Linked DNA regions of Mus musculus: regions 2, 3 and 4 are each linked to region 1. Evidence: chromatin contacts called from public Hi-C and promoter capture Hi-C data. All regions are on one chromosome and are shown on one strand. The core of a region is the stretch at or near the end of the contact, and the rest is flanking DNA. Distances in the headings are between cores, read along the strand shown.

Region 1 (3,742 bases), core at 478-2,977:
TAAAAAGTTAGATGGTAAAACATGGCACACTGACTCCAATTCCTCTTCAAATGAAAACTCCAAAAGTCAAGACCAATTCACTCTATCAACTACCTTCTTCTCCTCAAGGCACCTAATCACTAACTACCAACTGCTGGCCCATCAAAGTTCATCAAAGTTCAAACACCAGTCTTCTAAAATCTGAGCCCAGGTTTCTATAACCTACCCTGCAGGGATGGTGAGGATACAGTTTAAGAGGAAGCACGTGAGCATCCCCATTTTTTTGGTTAAAAAGTTAACCCCGGTTATAAACACCCCTTTGCCTTTACATGCGAAGAAGCCAAAGAACGAATTTTCTCATCATGCTAGTAAGATCACAAGGATATTCATTCGTCTTTAAACACCAACAGACTCTTTCCCCACTAAGCTTTTTCGATTACTTTCAAGGAGAAAAGTAAAAGTACAGTTTCCATGAGGCGGCAGGTTTCACGTGTGAGAGAGGGCCTGGCTCCAGGAGGGGCTAGAGGTTTAGTATCTTGGGGCAAATGCTCACTACTTATTTTAATGATGGGAATAATCACGGGTAAGCTACTGCGTGTAGCCCTTAATTCAAGTTTCGAAAACCAAAAAGTGACCCGGGAGCTTTCCCAATAGCTTAGTCTCCTACTAAGTTCTGAAGCCACACAGTTTGCCCCAAATCAATGCCTAGCATGACACAGCATATGATCAAACGACACCACGGACGATTCTTATAAAAGAAAAAAAAAATCTCCTATCCACTCCAACCAGGTCGCCTCCCTCCAAGAGATTTCTGTCCCCTCTCCTTAGTCACCCGGCAACGGCTGGCTCTCCGGCTCATACCCCAAGCACATGTCCGAGGGCCTGGGCCCACTTCCGCAAGGCCCCCCTCACCTTGGATGTAGTAGCCATCGCGCAGGCCCCCGAACTTCTCCTGGCCGGCCGTGTCCCACACGTTGAACTTGATGGGTCCTCTGTTGGTATGGAAGACGAGCGGGTGCACCTCCACGCCCAGGGTGGCTGCGGGGAACAGGGCGGCAGAAGGGGTCAGCCGTGCACTGCCCGCCGCCTTCCCCCGGAGGCCTCGCTGCCGTGAAGCACCCCCGGCCGCACCTACCTACATACTTCTTCTCAAACTCGCCCGTCAAGTGGCGCTTCACGAAGGTTGTCTTCCCGGTGCCGCCGTCGCCCACCAGGACGAGCTAGATTCAAGAGACGAGGCGGCGGCGTGAGCGGTCCCCGCCATGCCGTCCCCTCCCGACCTCCCCGCTCGCTCGCCCTCCGAGGGCCCCCGTGCGGCCGCACACGCACCTTGAACTGGACCTGCGGCTCTCCCTGGGCGGCCATCGCGGCGGATCCTGCGGGGAGAGAGAGCGGCTGCGGCACGTGCGCCCCACAAAGGCCGCGGCCGGGAAGAGCGCGCGGGAAGGCGGGGACGCGGCGTGAGACGGTGGGGGGAAGGGAAGCGGGCTGAAAAAGCCCAGGGCGCTGCCCGTCCGCCTCGCCTCGCCTCGTCGCCAGCGCCGCCCCGCGCCCACCCGAAGGACACCCAAACCCTCCGGTCACCGCCCGCGCCCGCGCCCGCACCCTCCCGGCCTCGACGCTACCTTCCAGAAGAGTCTCCGCGCCTGTCCGACTGGAGCTGGAAAGATGGCGGAAGCGCGATTCAAATGCCGGAGACGCAGCGGACGCCGGCGCGCGGAGGGGGGGAGGAGCCGGGAGAGGGCGGAGCAACGGCGCCGCGCCCAACCACGCGGCGCGCGTGCACGCGCACGTCCGCTGGAGCCGTCCGACTCGGCCGGGGGCCCTCGGAGCGCCCAGGGCGGGAGAGGGGCGGCGGGTCACGTGGGCCGGCCGAGCGGGGACGCGCACGCACGCGGACCGTGAAGGGCCCGCGGGAGCCGGCGCTGAGCGCGGGCTGCCACGCGCATGCGCTGGCTGCGGGAGGCCGCGCGTTACGCGGGCGGCGGCCTAGCCAGGGGCCTCGTGGGCGGGAAAGGCGGGTGCTGCTTCTCGGTCGCTCGCTGCCGCTCAGCGGGCACCGCCCGACCTTCGTCCCCAAGTCCTGTGTCCACAGGCACCGGGGATCTCGCGGGCGGGCGATCGCTAAGTGTGCGCGGCCGCCGTCTGCAGAATGAATGGAGGGAATGAATGAGGGTGCGCGCGCCCGAGGCCCGGCTTGCGTCAGCCATGCGTGCCCGGCATGGACACGGCCTGGCCTTCCTGGGAGGATGGGACCGGATGCAGTTAGTCCAGGCGTTCAGCATCCCAGGGCCCTTCCTCTGTTGCGTGGTCTGAGTAATCTGTCTCGCAGAAGATACCCTACCCTGGCTCCCTCCTGAGCAGCAATTGACCAGCAAATACAGATGCTGCTGGGGAAATGGAAAATGTATCTCTGATGACCAGAGCTTGGGGGCCCTGCTGTTACTTTGTACTATGCAATCTAAAAGGAGCCAGCACAGGCCTTAGGGTTCCAAGGCTAGCCTGGGCAACTTAGGTAGAAGACAGGTGGGAAAGTGTGCACAAAAACTATAACATAACGTTAACATAGTATGTTTAATGGAACGTCAGTTACATATTTATATAAATACAAAGTTACTATATTTTGGAGTATATGTAACAAGTCGGCTACAAGGGGCTATGCTGTGAGCTGTATTCAATAGAGGATATAACAGGAGGTGGAGATCAAACAGAGTTTAGGAGAAAAACGGTCAACCCGCCTAGTTCCAGTTTGGTAGATTGTTGATACAATGTAGCACCTGGTGCTGGGTGGTGACATCACCAGTGACCCTCTCCCCGAGAAAACTTATCATGAACTTACTTGTCCTGGCAACCAGCCTGCCGAACCGCATCATCTGGTGGCCTGGTTTGTGTTACTAACTGGCCCACGCTTAGAACTTACAAAGAACCTCATCCTAAGAAGCCGAGGGAAACAAGAGAATACACTCAAGCGGGCATAGGCGCAGCTCTCCCTGCAAGCACTGTCTGGACTGCCCACTGCTGCCTGGTTTACAGCATTTTCTTTGCCATCCAACGTGAACTGCAAACCTATTCTTAGCCTGAACTTTAAAACTTAACATGTATGAGTACTGGGGGTGTGGGTGTTGGTCGGGAGACAGCTATAGACAGGCTATTTGTACAGCCTTGGGGGGAAAGTTGCTGTTGCGGAAGGGATTGTAGCTTGTGATGGTTAGTCTACTGGATTTAGGGTTGTGAAGGGTGTGTCTCTTGTACTCACAGAGAGGTTTAACTGAACCTGGGCAGTACCCTAGACTGAACAAAATGGAGACCAGCATCGGTCTCTCTGCTTCCTGACTGTGGATACAATGTAACCAGCCACCTCACACTCTCACCATTATGCCTTCCATCTTCTGCAGATGTAATAAATTGTACCATTGGAATTGTGAGCCAAAAAGAAACTAGCCAAAAGTTGCTTTTTATCAAGTATTTTTGTCTAGCGATGAGAAAAATAGCTAATTGTATTTTCTTCTAAAACCCCAAATCTTTAGTATAATTTGAATTTGAGATCTCTCCTGTGTTGGATATTTCATCCCCCACCAACCATGCTGTTTTAGACTTGTGACCTAGTGAGTGACTGGGGGGTGGGGGGTGGGGTGTCAGCCTTAAAGAGTATATCCTGTAGTGTGAGCTCCCACCACCATGGAATGAGACCGAAGCCATACCATCCTACTATGATAAACTGTATCCGCCATGAACCAAGGTAAGTCCTTTCTCCACACTTGAT
Region 2 (3,742 bases), core at 570-3,069, about 19 Mb after region 1:
AGTCTGCATAGTAATTACTTAAAACAATAGCCAAGTCACATCCATAAACAGGAATACACAATGGCCTAGGAAATAGGTGGGTTGCGGTATTATTCATGAAAGGGTTAGTAAAATGGAATTCCCCTGGTGCAAGTTGTTCACTAGGCCCAGAGGAATAGGATAATCAGGTATTTACTAAAGGAGCCCTGGTGGTGGGTTTAACAATAGACTAGCATTGCATCAGAGCATTCACCTGGCTCCTGTGTTTAGCTGATCTTAATTAGGGTTGTTCCTATTCTCAGTTGTAAACACTGCCTGGCTCCCGCCATCTTTTTATGTATGCATTTTCTTTGTTTTGTGTTAAGAAACAGTGTACCTTGATGAATGTATCCATCAGCTTTCTTGTTTTTCTTCTGTATTATAAGACTGGTGCTGAGCGTGGTGGCACACGCCTCTAATCCCAGCACTGGGGAGGCAGAGGCAGGTGGATTTCTGAGTTTGAGGCCAGCTTGGTCTACAAAGTGAGTTCCAGGACAGCCAGGGCTATACAAAGAAACCCTGTCTCGAAAAAAAATCAAAAAACAAAAACCAACCAAACAAAAAGACTGGTGCTTGCTTTGAGAAAATAATCCAGATACACACTCCCTTGTGTCCATATTTATTTGTTATCCATGCCAACTCCTTGCTTGCCTGTAAGTACTGGAACCTCGTTCCCTGCAGATCGATGACCCAATTGAGGTTTGTCTGCAGCAGGAACAGATGTTTTGTTCCACTCACCAGTGATCCTAAGATTGTGTGGAGAGTCCTCTGGGGACCATGGGACCGTCTGCAGAGTTTGTGCACAAGGTGACCCGGAGCTGGTGCCGACTGGAAGGGCTGCAGTGCCCTTTCTTTTTTCTTTCTTTCTTTCTTTTCTTTCTTTTTTTTTTTTTTTTTTTGGTTTTTTGAGACAGGGTTTCTCTGTGTAGCCCTGGCTGTCCTGGAACTCACTTTGTAGACCAGGCTGGCCTCAAAATCACAAGAACAACGCACCTAGAGGTGTCACTGTTCACAGAAAGTAGGGTAACCTTATATTAATCATTAATTAAGTACATGGCTTACTCACAAAACCACAGGTCAATATGATGGTAGCCATTTCTCAATTGAGATCCCCGGTTCTCAACATCTTCAGGTTTGTGTCCTTATGAATGAAACCATTTTCCACCAAACTTTAGTAATTGGTGTAACAATGCACAGTGCTGCCCTGTTTGTAAGTTCAAATTTGTATATTACTTAAAATCTTTGTATGATTAAGTACGACTTTTGTTAAGACAAAGAAAAAGATATGTTCACTATTATCTAATATTTACATACCATTTAAGTTTCAACAAAGCGATTTACTTTTGTGCTGGGCCACCTAGAGACTGGGAAAGGGAGAAGCAGAAGTGACCTGGAACAGAAAGTCACACGATGGCCAGCCACCTCCATCTTGGTGAGGTCAATGTGCAACCAAATGACAGAACAAAGAAGTAGAGAGGAACAGACATATGGGAGCAACACCTCCCTTCTGTTTTTGGATAAAAGACACACAATTTTTATTATTTACAAGTAAGCCTTAAAAAGCACCACAAGAGCCGGGCAGATTAGATGGGCGGGGGCGGGGCCTTGGAGGTTTGGGGGCGGGGACAGGCCGCGAGGGGCGTGGTCGGGGCGCACGCGGAGTCCACCCCCCCCCCCCCGCCCCCCCCCCGCTTCCCCCTATCCGGGTGATTGATGGGAAGAGGAAGCCGGGCCACGCCCATGTCGGTGAGTCGCCGCATCCGTTTATTGCCGTGGCCCCGCCCCGTCGCCCCAACCCCCGCCCCCGGCTTCCCGTTTTCGGCTCTAAGCGGCCTGGGCGCCCTCGACTCGGACCGGCTCGGACCGAACCAGCTGTCAATCACTGCAGCGTCCGCGGCCCCGCCGGCGACATGGCATGGGCACTCGCGGTCATCCTCCTGCCTCGGCTCCTTGCGGCGGCAGCGGCGGCGGCGGCGGTGACGTCACGGGGTGAGGAGTGAGCGGGGGCGGGGCTGCCTGTCAATCGCCGCGGTGGGCGGGGCCCGAGCAAGAGCTACCAAGTTGCTTTTCGTCCCATCATTGCTTTTCGTCCCATCATGAATATGCAAATAAGGCCTCTGGCCCTCCTAAGGGCGATCGGATAGCGCTTCGTTTGCATATTCATTTTGATCTTTGCGTATGCATGAGCCCCGCCCTCCCCCCCTACGCTCGGCGCTTTCTCCTCAGTAATATGCAAATGAGACCTAAACCCCGCCTTGACCTCATTAGCATAGTGCTGCCGCCACAATCTCGCTCCTCCTCCTGAATATGCAAATAAGGCCTCTGGGCCGCTCCTTCTTTGCATATTCATATACAGCTTTCCCGCTTATATGCAAATAACGCTTCGCCCCTACCGAGTTCTCACTCATCGCTTCTCATTTGCATATCCATCGGGAGATACACATATTCATGAGCGATGTATTTCTGTCTTCCATCCCCTCATGAATATAGAATTGATGCCCTGTCCATATGGATCACTATGCATTTGCATATTTTCCCCACGATTTACATATGCACAAGCCTCAACGTCTTGCTCCAACGTCCCTGATCATGAATATGCAGATGAGACCTCAGATCTCCGAAATTGAATCTGCCCGCTCCTCATCATATACTGCTATTCTCATATGCACCAGCCACAAAGTCTTCCATCCTTTTCCCCTCATGAATATGCAAAGAATGCTTCCCCAGTCCATCTCCACTCTGGTTCACTGCCTGCTCATTTGTGTATCCATTGGTCGCTTTGCATAGTGGTGAGCCCCGCTTCCCTACCGCTTTCTTTGCGATCATGTATATTCAAATGAGGCTCCGACTTGCTAGCTGCTCATTTGCATATTCGAGAAGCGCTTTCCATATTCATGAGCCCCCAATCCTTTTCCTTTTCTCTGTTTGTGAATATGCAAATGAGGTGTCGCCCACCGCTACAGTTCTTGGGCCTCTCGTTTACATATTCATTCCCTATATTTGCGTACGAGCCAGAATGTCTTCCTCTGTCTTCCCCTGCCTAGTGCATATGCAAATGAGGCCCGGCCTGCTCCCAGCGCCCTAGCCAAGGGTCTGAGTCAGGGAAATGGCTGCGATGGCTCTTCTGGAACGCGCTGACGTCACGGGCTGCTCCCCTGATCCCCGCCCTGCCCCCGCAGGTGATGTCACAGTCGTCTGCCATGACCTGGAGACGGTGGAGGTCACGTGGGGCTCGGGCCCCGACCACCACGGCGCCAACTTGAGCCTGGAGTTCCGGTGAGTGAAGGGGGGCGGGGCAGAACTTCTGGTCTGTGACTTCCTGTCGGAATCATTGAATGATATATGGGAGGGGGCGGGATTTCCTCTCATTCCTCTTCACTCACTTGCTGTTCATTCTTTTAAACGCCTGAAAGAGTGGGCGGGACTTCCTGTCTAATTAATGATTGACAAATGATTAGGGACGGTACTTCCTTTCAGACTCTGATGAATGACAGGAAGGAGCGGTACTTCCTTTCTGCCCATCACTTTCTGTTTGAGGTGTTGAAATTCAGATGCTCGTGGGCGGGACTTCTGGTCCATCACTTCCCATCCAGCTGATCCTTCCCCCTTAATCCCCGACTCTGCAGTTATGGCACTGGCGCCCTGCAACCCTGCCCGCGATATTTCCTGTCCGGCGCTGGTGTCACTTCCGGGTGCATCCTCCCCGCGGCGAGGGCGGGGCTGC
Region 3 (3,742 bases), core at 321-2,820, about 17 Mb before region 1:
AGGTGAGAGATGAGAGGGCTGGCTTGATGTGTGCCTCTGAAAGACATAGTCAGAGTAAGAAAAAAAATAGACATCTCCCCATCTTAGTCAAAGTTTCTATTGTTGTAAAGAGACACCATGACCAAGGCAACTCTTGTAAAGGAAAGCATTTCATTGGGGCTGGCTTATAGTTGTAGAAGTTTAGTCCATTAGCATCATGGTGGGAAGCATAGCAGTGTGCAGGAGATAATGGTACTAGAGAAGGAGCTGAGAGCTCTACATCTTAATCCATACACAGACAGCAAGGAGGAGACTGAATATGTTTCACACTGGCTGTAGCTTGAGCATCTAAAACCTCAAAGCCTTGCCTCCACAGTGACACACTTCCTCTAACAAAGCCACACCTCCTAATAGTGCCACTCACTATGGCCAAGCATTCAAACACATGGATCTACGGGGACCATTCCTATTCAAACCACCACAATCCCAAATAGAGCTATACAAAGAAAGCTTTAGAGAATCATGAAGCAATTGGATACTAGAAAAAAAACAAAGTCAGGCTACACAGAGACATACACCCACCACTGTCTCCATCACATAGCTCCCTGATGAAGTTGGGGAAAGGAACTCCAACAATAACCTTACTTCCAGAAGGAAACTCAAAGGAAAGTCTTATCCTCAGAACAACAACATAAAAGGACATATAGACAGTTTGGATCAATATTCAAAGGGAGAGAAAATAATCACCAAGCAGGACACCCTAAATAAGACCCAACCCACTTTAAAGCCATTGGTCTCCCCAATTGGGGTCACTTTTCTACAGGAGAAATCTGTAACACTCTCCTATGTTTTAAATATTAAACAGATGGGGAGAGAGGAGGGGAATCCTCCTGATAGACAGTATCACCTTTTACTCTAGTAGTTTCATTGATGCTAAGGCTTGCTACATCATGGTAACAAAGCACCCAGCAAACATGGTAGCACATCCCTAAGAAGGGCAAGAAGCTCACCAGCTAAAGGCCTGCCTGGGCTATATGAGCCCCCGTCTCAAAACAAAACAAAGTCACTCAATAATGAAAGAAGGGAGGAAAGAGTTATGAATCACAGCAGTATGCGCGTATTAAACTGATTAAGCCATTTGGCTGATGGGGGTGTCAGGAAAGGGCCCTACCAGGACCACAAGAAATGGTTGGGTAAATCTGGTGTCATATAATGAAAAAAGAAATTAGACAAGGGATAGCGGGAGAGAAAGAACGTGAATGGTTAATATTGGGAGCTTCGAAGTGCTTTCTCATCACAAGCACTTGATATTTAGTTTCCTCATCCCAGTGAACTACACTAAGGGAAAATTTCAAACTGGGTAGTTAACCCGGGTAGTAATGAGCAACGAACAGCTTGACAGATGCGTTTTTCTCCAGACTTCGTCAAAGGACACTGAAATACGAGAAGAGGAGCTGGCATTTCCAAAGGGTGGAAAGGCGCCTCCGCCTTCGGTCCTGAAGCCGCCACGGGCTCTGAGTGCCTTGACCCGAGCCCGCGACAGCCGGACCTGCGCACAGCAGATGCGGAACTCGGGCGCCGCGGCTCGGCTTCCGGGGAGCGCCGTTTCCAGACGCACCGGCAGGGTCGCTGCAGACGGTGGCCAGTCTTAGTTCTCCGAGGCGGTGCGAGAAGGCCGGAGATCGGACGCTCCTCTCTTAGCTTTCTCTCCGCCAGGTCGACTCCGAGCAGCAACACAGACTCTGAGCTTCGCGCCTCAGGGGAAGATTAGAGGGCGTAGCGGCCTTCGAAGGCTCGGCCAAGAACCTTCCGCCCCCTCGCCGCCTCGGTGAGAACAACCGCGGGTCATCGCGCTGGAGGTGGGGTCGGGGGGAGGGGGCGTTGGGTACACGGGGCGGGGGAAGGGTCATTTGGTGAGTCTCACTACTACTTCCGGGAGACGCCTCGGAGAGGAGGACGTGCTAGGGGGCGGGGTTCCGAGGGGAGAGACACTTACCTCTTATCCGATTGGCTTATTGCTTGCTGGTTGAGCTTTGCTAGTTGCTGATTGGCCGGCCCCAAAGCCAAATCCAGGTCGCAGGGGAAGCGTTACTTGAGGCTAGATTGAGGTGAGATTGGTCGGGTTCCTGAGTCCAGTTCGTTTACTGGAGTAGGGACTTCATCTTAACCCTAGTCGGGGGCCTCGATTAACAGGATAAGGAAAAGAACCAGTAGCGGGATGGTGGGGGCGGTTGACAACGAAGTGAAGGCTTAGAACTAAACTAACTTCCTCACCTAACCCTAGCTACACCCAGATGGGAACGTGATACGGTACGAAGGCCTTTGAGAAAGGAGGAGGCGCAATCCTCGGAGCGGTGACAGTGTAGGAGGAGAGACCTTCTGGGAGGTTTTTTTTTTTTTTTTGTTATCTAATTGTATGAGTCTCTAATTACCTAGATGATGGTATAACAGAACCTTCTGGAGAATTTAGCTCTGGCTTTGCAGAGGAGTCGGGAGACTACTGGGTGTTCCGGGACTTCAAAGAGGCAGTTTGCTGAATAATACAACTTTTGTTTTTATTCAGATGAGCAGCTCTCAAAAGAGGCACAAACATCAGAAGCATGGATACAGTCTCATCTGTTAGAAGAATGTTCAAAGGAAAATAAGGTATTCATTTTGCCTTACTTATGCTTAGTTAATCCAAGAATATTGCCTTGGAGGAGAAGATCTCTGGTTTTTTAATATTTTAAAGAACTTGACTTTTTTTGTCATTAGATTTCCACTTATTAAACATCTGTTTCAAAAATCAAGTTTCTAAGCTGGGCGTGGTGGTGCACGCCTTTAATCCCAGCACTTGGGAGGCAGAAGCAGGCGGATTTCTGAGTTCGAGGCCAGCCTGGTCTACAGAGTGTGTTCCAGGACAGCCAGGGATATACAGAGAAACCCTGTCTCGAAACACCCCCCCCACCCAAAAAAAAAAAACCAAGTTTCTGCTGTGACCACCAAAAATGCACTTTGCTAATAGTTACTGATTGCAGTGCAAATGGAAATCCTTTACTTTTTGATATTATTAATTAAATTAACATCTGAGTGAATCTTGCTCCCCCCAAGGGGTCTCATATGTGTGTGTGTGTGTGTGTGTGTGTGCGCGCACACACACACACATTCTTGAATGTTCTAGAATTCACTCTGTAGACCAGGCTGCTCTGGAGCACACAGAGATTAGTCTGCCTCTCTCCTGAGTGCTAGGAATGAAGACATGTGTTACTACACCTAGTTTAGTGGTTGGTTTTGTGTGTTAACTTGACACAAGCCAGAGTCATCACAGAGAAAAGAGCCTCAGTTGAGGAAATGCCTCCATGAGATCCAGCTGTAAGGCATTTTCTCAGTTAGTGGCCCAGCCACTATCTGTAAGTGGTGCTTCCCTGGGCAGGTAGCCTTGAGTTCTATAAGAAAACAGGCAGAGCAAGCCAGTAATCAGCACCCCTCCATGGCCTCTGTATCAGCTCCTCCCTCCAAGTTCTTGCCCTGTTTGAGTTCCTGTCCTGACTTCTTCCAGTGATGGGAGTGTAAATAAACCCTTTCCTCCCCAACTTGGTTTTTGGTTGTGGTGTTTCATCGGAGGAATAGAAACCCTAAGACAACTAACTAGCATTGCATTTTAAAATTAGGAGGGTTGTTTGTTTTTGTTTGTTTGCATTTTTTATTTGGTTTTTGGTTTTGCAGACAAGGTTTCACTGTAGACCAGACTGGTCTTGGACTCAGGATTCTCCTGCGTCTGCTT
Region 4 (3,742 bases), core at 745-3,244, about 16 Mb before region 1:
GTGTGTGTGTGTGTGTGAGTGTGTGTGTGTGAGTGGGTGAGTGTGTGTGTGTGTGTGTGAGTGGGTGAGTGTGTGTGTGTGTGTGTGTGAGTGTGTGTGTGTGTGAGTGGGTGAGTGTGTGTGTGTGAGTGGGTGAGTGTGTGTGTGTGAGTGTGTGTGTGTGAGTGTGTGAGTGTGTGTGAGTGTGTGAGTGTGTGTGTGTGTGTGAGTGGGTGAAGGTGGAGGGAAGAGGAATGAGAAAGAAGGGAGGTATGGCTGAGGATACAGAGAAAGAGAATGACAGGGCAAGGAGGGAAGGAGAGAAGTGCAGGGGGAGAGAGAGAGAGAGAGAGAGAGAGAGAGAGAGAGAGAGAGAGAGAGAGAGAGAGGTTAACTTCAGTTTTTCTCCACTGTTTATCCCCCAGCTCCATTTTTTCTGGTGGCAGAGTCTCTCACTGGCATAGGGTTCCTGATTCATGGAGGCTTACTGGCCTATTAGTCCCAGGGATCCTTCTGTCTTTGCCTCCCAGGGGGCTGGGATCACTCAAACTCACCAGCACACCTGTACCGTGGGGCTGGAGAGATGCTGAACAGTTAGGAGCACACGTTGCTCTTCCAGAGGACCTAAGTTCAGTTCCCAGCACCCACACGGTGGCTCACAAACACCCGCTCCAGATCCAGCACCTTGTGATGCACACATACAAACACGCACACAAAACACTCCTATATAGGTAACAGAAATATCTAAAAAAAAGCCTCACAAAACTTAGCTTCTTGTGCTTGCACCATCGAACACCTTACCAATGGTGCTATTCTCCCAACACCAATCAAAGACTCCTAAATGGATTTATTCCAACCTAGGGTCTCGCTCTCAGCGACAACGGCTTAGAAATGGAAGCAGAGTTAGAGTCTGGATTAACCGTTGCCCATACACGATCCTATTCTTAAGATATTTTCCCTCCATTATTAAATAGTCTGGGCTGCACAGGCTCATAAAACCAAACTGCCTAGGACAAGAACAGGTACAAGCCTGTAATCCCTGCGCTCCGGAGGCTGAGTAGGGGGAATCACAGTTTTGAGGTCAGCCTCAGCTACAGATGAGCCCCTGTCTCCAAAGAGGGTGGTCAAACGCTGTGGGTAGCTGGTTCTAAGGAAGAACCATAGAGTCTGCCCATGAAGTGAATTAAGTTCAGGTCGGATGGGAGTTTGGTAAATATACGCAGCCTTTTCAAGAACCTTTTATTTCCTCTCTAGAATGCGTTACCATAGAGATTGGTTTGCTTGCTGGGGAAAGAAAGCCCGGCTTTTACTTTTTACCGGCCTGACACTCTGGGGGTTTGGGGGTGGGTTCATCAGAAGGCAGGGACTCGAAAACCCGACTGCTTACTTCTCTGGGTTAGTTCAGTTGCATGCAGGTTCCTATCCACAAAACCACCACCTCTCCATTTACATCCTTCATCTTGTTTAGCTGGTCCATATGCCGCACTTCCTCTGAGTCTAGCCACTTTGTCAATCGAATACACCAGTTGCACAGGGCACATCCGACACTCGATCACTGCGGGAAGTCTTCCCTTGGAACTTGCAGGATCTAGTGTGTACCCACGCGCGCACGCGCGCACGGTTCTTGGGGTTTCATGCAACACCCTGGCTTCCATCAGGAGCTTTGAAAAGTCCGACACTGAAGAAACAATCGGTTCCCCCAAATCGTCGCACAAGCAAATCAGTTGGTTCTGAGATTGTGACTAAGAACCAGCTCCGACTGCGCCGCTTGTGTGTGCGTGTGTGTCGTCTACGTGTGTGGGGCGGTGGTGGCCACGGTGGTGTCTGTTTCAAGGCTCCCCGCCGGCTGCAGGAACCTTGCAGCTCCCCCAGACCCCCTTGCGCGCGCCCAGGACAAGCGCGGTCCGCGTAGCGCCGTGCTCGGGCGCGCGCACGCACGCACACACGCAAGCGCGAGGCCGCGCAGGGCCGGGCCGGCAAGGCGGCGGGCGCGCGCAGCTCGGGAGGCGGCGGCGGAAGCAGCGAGGGCGGCGGGCGTCCGGCTGCGAGCGCGGCGGCTCCGGGCTGGGCCAGCCAGGGGCGGCTCCTGGCGGCGGCGCGGCCGAGCGCTCGGTTCTACGGTTCCAGCCCGTGGTCTCCGGCCCAACGCCTGCGCCGCGCACTCGGCGTCCCGGCTCGGACCCCGGCGCCCAGCCCGTGGCCGTAACCTTGAGGCGGCGGCGGGGCCGGGCCGGGCCGGGCTGGGGGGCGGCGGCACTGGATCCGAGGCCGGCCGGCCGCTGGCGGGAGATGTCGAACCCCGGGACCCGTAGGAACGGCTCCAGCATCAAGATCCGTCTGACAGGTAGGCACGACAGGGCCGCGGCCCTCGCGCCCCTAGACTGTCCCAGGGACCCTGCGGACTCCCGCCCCGCCCCCTCCCCCCCCCCCCCCCTTGCACCGGCCGTTGTCCCGGGACCGCTGCACCCCCTACGGCGTGCGCCCCTCGCTCGCGCTCCCGGCCCCGCCCCCCGGGTGCTCTGCAGGCGCCGCCCCTGCCGCCCCGTCCCCTCCCTCTGCATCAGGGCCCGCCCCTGGCACATCAGGACACGCCCCGCTGCGGCAGCCCCGCCCTCCCTCTGCATCAAGCCACGCCTCTCCGATCTGCAGACTCGCCCCCTTAACTAGGCTCAGCCCTCGACTCTTCTGCAGACTCCCCCTCCCCCTCACAGGCTCCACCCCTTGACTACTTTGTAGCTTTGGCGACCCGCCCTATGGCTCCTCCCTCTGCATCATTCCCCGCCCCCTGCTTGCTCTGCAGGCCCAGGCAGCTGCCTTTTCTGCATTAAGCCTGGCTTGCTGTTCATCCCTCTATCATAGATTCCACCCCTGTGGCTGATTCTCTTGGCCCCGCCTCTGGCTCCTTTCTCTTCAGGTTCTTGCCTATCCCCCCCTGCCCACACTACTCTATCTGCCCACACCTACCATCAGTTGCATATGGGCCACGCCCCCTAGCTTTCTCCCTCTGCCCCTAACTTTACCCTTCTGGATCAGGTCCCGCCCCCTAGCTCCTCCACTACAGGACTCCCCCCCCCCCTCTCCTTTCTGCCCCACACCTACCCTCAGCTGCATATAGGTACCACCCCTCGGGGCCCTCCACCGGTCCCCTCTAGTGTCCTCTCTTGACACCGCCCCAGCACCCTCTGATCCACACCTACCCCCCTGCCTGCTTTTCTTCAGGCCTTGTACATAGCCACACACCTTTCAACTTCATGTAGATCCCGCCCCCTCGCTGCACCTCCACCGCTCTTTCCACCCCTACCTCACATTTTCATCATCCATCTCTTCACTCTCATCCTCCTTCTACCTGCTGTTCCCCTCTAGGCCCACCCCTCACCATCCTCCCGCCTGTCCCCTCCCTCTTTTCCCTTGCAGCTTCTCATCACTTCATCTCTCTCTCCTTTCTTTCTTCCCACTCTCTCACATGAACATTATCTACCTTCTCCCTTCTCTCTCTGGGTCCCTTCGAATCATCCCACCCCCTACTCGTTTGCCTTGCTTCTCTTTGCTCTCCCACCGCCTCACCCACTCCTCATCTCCATCTCTCTAGTTTCCCCTCTCCTCTCTTGGCTCCGCCCCCTCTACTGTTTTCAGCCACGCCCCCGTCCCTGCTTGATCCCGCCCTCACTTATCTTTCAGTCCCGCCCACTCGCTTCTGTCTTACAGCCTCCACCCTTAAGTCGCAAATTCCTCAATCCTGTCTGGGACCAAACGTCTGTCTCCC

Evidence for each region. Promoter capture Hi-C pulls out the DNA fragments that hold promoters and counts their contacts. Hi-C and Micro-C count contacts between places; a contact is called where the count stands out from the background.
Region 2: a Hi-C map of muscle stem cells shows a contact between it and region 1, with 7 times the contacts expected there. The contact joins the promoter of Crlf2 here to the promoter of Ran in region 1. A contact is called at or near these places in 3 of 484 Hi-C or Micro-C datasets (CD4 T cells, CD8 T cells and muscle stem cells).
Region 3: a contact with region 1 is called in a promoter capture Hi-C map of pre-B cells. The contact joins the promoter of Rnf6 here to the promoter of Ran in region 1. A contact is called at or near these places in 2 of 39 promoter capture datasets (cranial neural crest and pre-B cells) and 1 of 484 Hi-C or Micro-C datasets (CD4 T cells).
Region 4: a Hi-C map of rod photoreceptor shows a contact between it and region 1, with 12 times the contacts expected there. The contact joins the promoter of Smurf1 here to the promoter of Ran in region 1. A contact is called at or near these places in 2 of 484 Hi-C or Micro-C datasets (CD4 T cells and rod photoreceptor).

What each region holds. Positions count from the first base shown.
Region 1 is chr5:129,018,141-129,021,882 of GRCm38.p6, reverse strand. It overlaps Ran (RAN, member RAS oncogene family), which reads right to left and starts at 1,727. Exons shown (of 7, transcript NM_009391.3): 1 at 1,605-1,727; 2 at 1,309-1,355; 3 at 1,115-1,199; 4 at 892-1,017. The coding sequence starts at 1,344.
Region 2 is chr5:109,557,070-109,560,811 of GRCm38.p6, reverse strand. Crlf2 (cytokine receptor-like factor 2) reads left to right here and starts at 1,819. Exons shown (of 8, transcript NM_016715.4): 1 at 1,819-2,007; 2 at 3,198-3,294; 3 at 3,645-3,742. The coding sequence starts at 1,929.
Region 3 is chr5:146,219,285-146,223,026 of GRCm38.p6, reverse strand. It overlaps Rnf6 (ring finger protein (C3H2C3 type) 6), which reads left to right and starts at 1,570. Exons shown (of 5, transcript NM_028774.3): 1 at 1,570-1,807; 2 at 2,543-2,625.
Region 4 is chr5:144,964,082-144,967,823 of GRCm38.p6, reverse strand. Smurf1 (SMAD specific E3 ubiquitin protein ligase 1) reads left to right here and starts at 1,994. Exons shown (of 18, transcript NM_001038627.1): 1 at 1,994-2,323. The coding sequence starts at 2,269.